Linked DNA regions of Zea mays: region 2 is linked to region 1. A link is a contact called in public Hi-C data. All regions are on one chromosome and are shown on one strand. The core of a region is the stretch at or near the end of the contact, and the rest is flanking DNA. Distances in the headings are between cores, read along the strand shown.

Evidence for each region. Hi-C and Micro-C count contacts between places; a contact is called where the count stands out from the background.
Region 2: a Hi-C map of tassel shows a contact between it and region 1, with 2.4 times the contacts expected there. The contact joins the enhancer-like site here to the promoter of LOC100284595 in region 1. A contact is called at or near these places in 4 of 25 Hi-C or Micro-C datasets (endosperm, leaf and tassel).

What each region holds. Positions count from the first base shown.
Region 1 is chr6:37,090,397-37,093,096 of Zm-B73-REFERENCE-NAM-5.0, reverse strand. It overlaps LOC100284595 (protein alx), which reads right to left and starts at 1,319. Exons shown (of 13, transcript NM_001157490.2): 1 at 969-1,319; 2 at 534-646; 3 at 371-447. The coding sequence starts at 1,209. It overlaps LOC100383605 (Transcription factor IIIA), which reads left to right and starts at 1,473. Exons shown (of 9, transcript NM_001362095.1): 1 at 1,473-1,604; 2 at 1,696-1,846; 3 at 1,957-2,100; 4 at 2,380-2,511.
Region 2 is chr6:37,409,148-37,411,847 of Zm-B73-REFERENCE-NAM-5.0, reverse strand. No RefSeq gene overlaps it. Among protein-coding and RNA genes, the nearest start is that of LOC100191898, 43 kb to the left of the region's middle. Within about 2 kb of position 1,412, at least 17 of the 20 cell types and tissues checked have an H3K27ac peak or open chromatin away from gene starts, as enhancers often do. A contact at or near this core is called in endosperm, leaf and tassel, where this site is marked.

The sequences.
Region 1 (2,700 bases), core at 70-2,569:
AAAATCTTCCCGTGAAGCCATCGGGCCCCGGCGCTTTGTCAGAGGGCATCTGCTTGATGGTATCCCAAACTTCTTCTTCCGAACATGAGTTGACAAGGTGATCCAGAAGATGGTGTTGGATCCCGAGGGCCTCAAGATCAATGGAAGGTGCTGCTCAATTATTTTACGGAGCTGATTGGTAGCAGCAATGCAACCAAACTAACATGCACGAAACAACAAAGCTAATGTGCATTGCTGTGTCCTTCTCAAATGTGCTGTTATTCATATGTAATCCTAGAAATCCTATTCTAATAGAAAAGGCAGCCAAACTTATAACTATTTTGTAAAAAAGTGCCAATGCTAAATACAACGGGATCTGCATAGCACACACCCAGCAAAATACTCCGATGCCTTCTCGGCCCCGTCCTTCAAGGCAATGCTAACTCCAAAAAGCACGGCAGCAAGAATCTGAACAAACCCAATGTATTAGCTCCATGTGTAGAAGTAACTCTAAGCTGAATCAACAAAATGGTAGATAGATAGAAAAAACTGACCACAAGTGTCACCCTTCTAATGGCAGAGCCTTTCCCACTCGTGCTGGACACCGCTACGGGTTCTGCACCCTTTTTGGGTTGAGCACGTGGAGTAGAATTTACCGTCTCCTTTTCTGCATACATATCCAACGCGAGGTATCAGAGAGGGACAAGAAATCTCACGAAACCATCAAAAATGAATTCAGCAGATAGCATGGGAGTCCCCTTCTGAGGAACTTGATTTCAAAATGCGTCACTGAGTTATTGCGCATTTCTGATGTTGCAGCCGAACTATGGCGCCCATGGCTTGATGTTGCAACCAAACAATTGTGCGCATGGCTTGATGTTGCAACCAAGCTATTGCGCCCAAGGCTGGCTGGCTCGCAGGAGCCGAAGGAAGGAATTGGGCGGTAAGAAGCTAGACGGCGGTGGGGTGGAGCCGAGCGTCGTACTCACCAGAGCTTAGCGAGACGCCTTCCTCCTGTTCCGCCCTCCTGGCGCGCCGCCTCCGCATCCTCCCGCGCCGTCCTCCTTCCGCTTCCCCAGGGCGGGACGACGCGGCGGACACCGTGAACGGGAGAGGCCGCCACGTGAGCGGCGGCGGCGGGAGCGCCGCTCGCGCACGACGCGTCCACCACGGGTCCGGAAGCCGCGGCAGGAACCGCGTAGCGGTCGAAGCGGCCACCGCGGAAGCCATCGCCGGGGACGATCTCGGTCGGGGCGCGACGGGTGGAGCTCGGGAGCGTACGGCCGCGGGCGGAGGCGGAGCGGAGCACACTTCAGCGTCAGCCACACCGGCTGCGGTACAGGCGTATAGCGGTAGGCAGCCCACCCCACCCAAACGGAGCGCACGTGCGCCACCCGCAGCGGGACCCGTAACCCGTTTAGGACCCCGAACCCGGGAAGGCTCTCCCCTTGCCAGGTGGGCCTGATGCTCATCAGGCCCATCTCCCAGTGGTTGTTTTTGGCTTGTTCTCCCACTAACGCTTGGCGACTCACGAGTCGAGGGTTTCTCTCCTGCGCGGCGGCTACCTCTCTCCACGGCGGCGGCGGGCGATCCTGCAGATCCCGCGGCTCCCTCCGCGATTCGAGGTCAGTTTCCTCCGATTGGTGTTGCGTGTGGTGCTAATTCTGGGAATCCCGTCTCAATTTCTCGTTTATTTCGCTGTGGTTTTGGGGTTAGTCAGACTCAGATGGGGGAAGGCACAGAGAGCGGCGGCGGGGCGACCACAGCGCCGCCTCTGAGGTATATAAGGTGCTACAAGTGCGGGTTCTGCGACGTGGTCCGGTCCAAGAAGTGCTTGCTCCGCGCCCACGTGCTTGAGCACCACAAGGTACCAGCTGTGCTGCTCGCTTGCTCGCCGCCGCTTGGTTCAGACTTCAGATTTGCGCGCGTTCTCCTTTGTATTGTTCTACAGGGGTAACACTTATGGGGTGTGTGTAGGATGAGGTGGATGCTTTGGGGGGTTACTGGGAAGGTGGAGATGCTGGTCCGCGCAAAGAGATCAGCCGTGCGTGCGAACAGTGCGGGATGAGCTTCAAGAAGCAGGCGCATCTGAAGCAACATATGCAGAGCCATTCGCTCGAGGTACTGATCTGGCTGCTTATGTTGGGTTTTTTGGTATATTGCTCAGTGAATGCTCAGGCTACTAGTGCTCGCCTGGTTTGTTACTATCCGCTTAATGTTTATTGTGTGAGAAAAGGCCGAAAGCGAGATACATGCTGGTTTGACTCTTTTGGTGTGGTTGCTACAACCCTGTTATAATAACAATTGGTTCGATGGATGACTCTGTATACCTCATGGTCTTTCTTTAGTCCATTGTATGTTATTATTAATTATGCTGACTTTTGCAGTCTGTTTGTTCAGATACAGATGTGTGAAGCATTGGATCTCAAAGAACTCCAAAATGCGAGAAGGCCTTGAACGGACTAGTACCAGGATGGGGAGACCCTCCTGAGAAGCTCCATCAAGAGTTCCTTCATTCACGCTATTCTTCAGGTTGTGTGTTCTGAGCTATTCTGAGCTGCTTGCTGCTTTTTTTGTTATTATGTTCCTGTCACATGACATATGCTAAAGGTCTAGTCTGAGATTGCGATGCCACTTTTTTCAACAAGTTGGGCGTCTGCTGTTCTAGTCATATTTGATAATTGATGAATTTACACTGCAATGCTGTTTGAGTATATCTAG
Region 2 (2,700 bases), core at 163-2,662, 320 kb before region 1:
AGTGTGATGATGAGTGGTGTTTCAGCTCATCTCTTTTATTTCCCATGGTACATGCATGCATAATTTAAATTTACTGTCTTGATGATCTTGCTGTCTTGATGATGAGCTGCAAATTAAAGGCACTGCATGCATGTTTGTTTTACTTGAGAAGCTTTTTGTCAGCTGTACGTGTCACTGCAAGAGAATCTAGCTAGCTAGGTATGTTACACTATATATACAGTATATATTTTAGTAAAACTGTCCAAGCTTACTTATGCATGCATGTATATTCATCAGGGCTTATTGTTTCAGGTCAGGCTCTAGAAAAAAATACCACTTCTTCATACGGAGAAACTAAATTAATATGACGAGTTAGGCTGTGCAGATGGAAAAAGTTGTTGTGAGCTCTCAAAAAGCTGTTGTGTACTGTGAACTGCTAAAAATTTAAAATTGTTTGGTGAAAATCACTAAAAGAAAATAATTTTTTTCTATATATATTTTTACAGTTCCATCTAAAAGCTGTTAAAAGCAGGTCTAGAGGTACTTTCAATTTTACACTACGAGAAAATCGGCTTTTAGAAAAAAAACTGCTTTTTTATTCAGATCTTTGGTTTGGTTTTTAGCTTTTAGAGGGTAAAATCCAAAGCCAAAAGCTAAACCAAACAGTATACACTCTTAATCAATTCTAGAATCCATGCTGATAAGAGAGAGATATGACAGAATTATTATGTAACGTACACGTACCAGCAACAACAAACAGATCTTGCTTGCTTAGCTTGTTTGTTTGTTTGTTTGATAAGGTAGTACCACGTATACCAGCAGCAGCAACAGTTGTCAGCTTTGCTTGAGATCAAAGTAAGATCGATGATAAGTCAAGTCGTGCTGGTTGAGGCAAAATTGGCTAGCAACGAGGGAAACTAGTTTTGGTGACTAATTTCGGGAGGAATCGCGGTAACGTGACTAAGTTCAATGAGTAACTAAGGTGCTGTTTGGTTCACTTACTGGTAACGTAATGGGTAATTGATAACATTAAATCATGTTTGTTTAAGTCAAATCGTAATTGATACCACACTACAAATAGATACCGCCTTATTTAAATTTGTTACCGCCGATATTTAAGTGTGAATTGTTACCATTATCATCTACGTTACATTTCGCGAATCAAACGGCACCTAAGGTGTTTTTATCGAAGACTGCTGAGCGGGATGTTTCAGATTAAGCATCATTGCATATATATATATATATATAGCGATTATGTGGGTTGAGGCATAAATAAATTTTATAAAAGGAAAAAAATGAAGAAAAGAGAGAAAGGGGGGAAAAAGAGATAAGGCTGTTGGCCGGCCATGCCTGGTCGGCACAGCAGTGGCCAGGCTGCAACGGCAGTGGCCAGGCAGCAGCGGCCAGCCCAGGCCCAACTAGCTGGCGCTGCCCAAGGCAGGCCATGGCTGGCTTCGGTGGCCCACAAGGCGGCCAAGGGTGGCAAGGCCCAGCCGACGCAGGCCCAAGGCGGGTAGTTGCGGCACGACCCAAGAGGCTGATCAGGCCAGCCAAGGAAAACTAATTTCGGTGTTTTCGAGACGAGATTCGGAGAGAGATTAACAATAGATTAGATCCAAAACAGGTAGGTTAATCTATAGCTTTTGGAGATTTTAGCGCTAGTTTGAAAACTCTATTTTCCTAAGAGGTTTCTATTTTTCTAACGCCCCGTTTGGAACACTGGAATTGAATTCCATTCTAATAATAGTAATTTAGACATATATTAATTAAGCTAATTCGTTTTTATATAAAATATATTTGTATACTATTATTAGCAAGATGTACTAGATATTTATATGCCACATTTTTACTATAGAGGAGTGGAACGAAAAGTGTCATGTAAGTTACTGTGTAGAAACAAATTCTACTCATGCATAAAATCATTTCCTATCCTCCACCCTATGAATTTGAGATAGGCTTATATCTGAACTTTAGAAAGTGGTGGAATGCCAAATTCCAAACTAAATAAGTTACTTTATTGAGTGAATTCCAATTCCTTTAAAATGAAGGGATCCAAACGCCCCCTAAGTGAAAATAAACTAATTTCCCTTGAAAAAACGAAAATCCCATAGAAAAATGTGATTTCCAAACTAGCCCTTAAGGGAGAATTATCTGGTACTTTTGGAGGTAACTTTTGTATATATAACTTTGTTGATTAAAGTGATGTTTATACAAGATTAGTGTGGTAATCTCGTTCTCTCTCTCTATTTATTAATTGCATGCTTAGTTTTGATTCTAGATTGATTTGTGAATCTCAATTGTTACTGTTGATTTGAATCACCTGGATCATTTCTAAGGCATCAAATTTGTGACCTGTAAAGTTTGGATAATTAATCTCTTATTATGGTTCTTGGCTGATTACGTTTTTAGGGCCTGATTAGTTTTAGTCTGTATTAGCAGTATTATTTCGATAATATCTCCAGGTCCGGAAAGTCGATTGATGTGATTTTAGTTGGGTTAGTTGTGTAATTTTGTCTAGTATGATTTGTTGGAATTTCAAGTAGTAGGATTGTGGATTTTGGTTAGTATCGTTTCTACTAATAATATAGTGTTCTGTCCGAATTTAGAGAAATGTATTGAATTGGTTTTATAATTAGGAGGAGGTGGTATATTTTTTTAAGCTTGTACAAACATTCACCCCCGTGTGATTATCTATCATTGTACTTTACAATCCTACAAGTG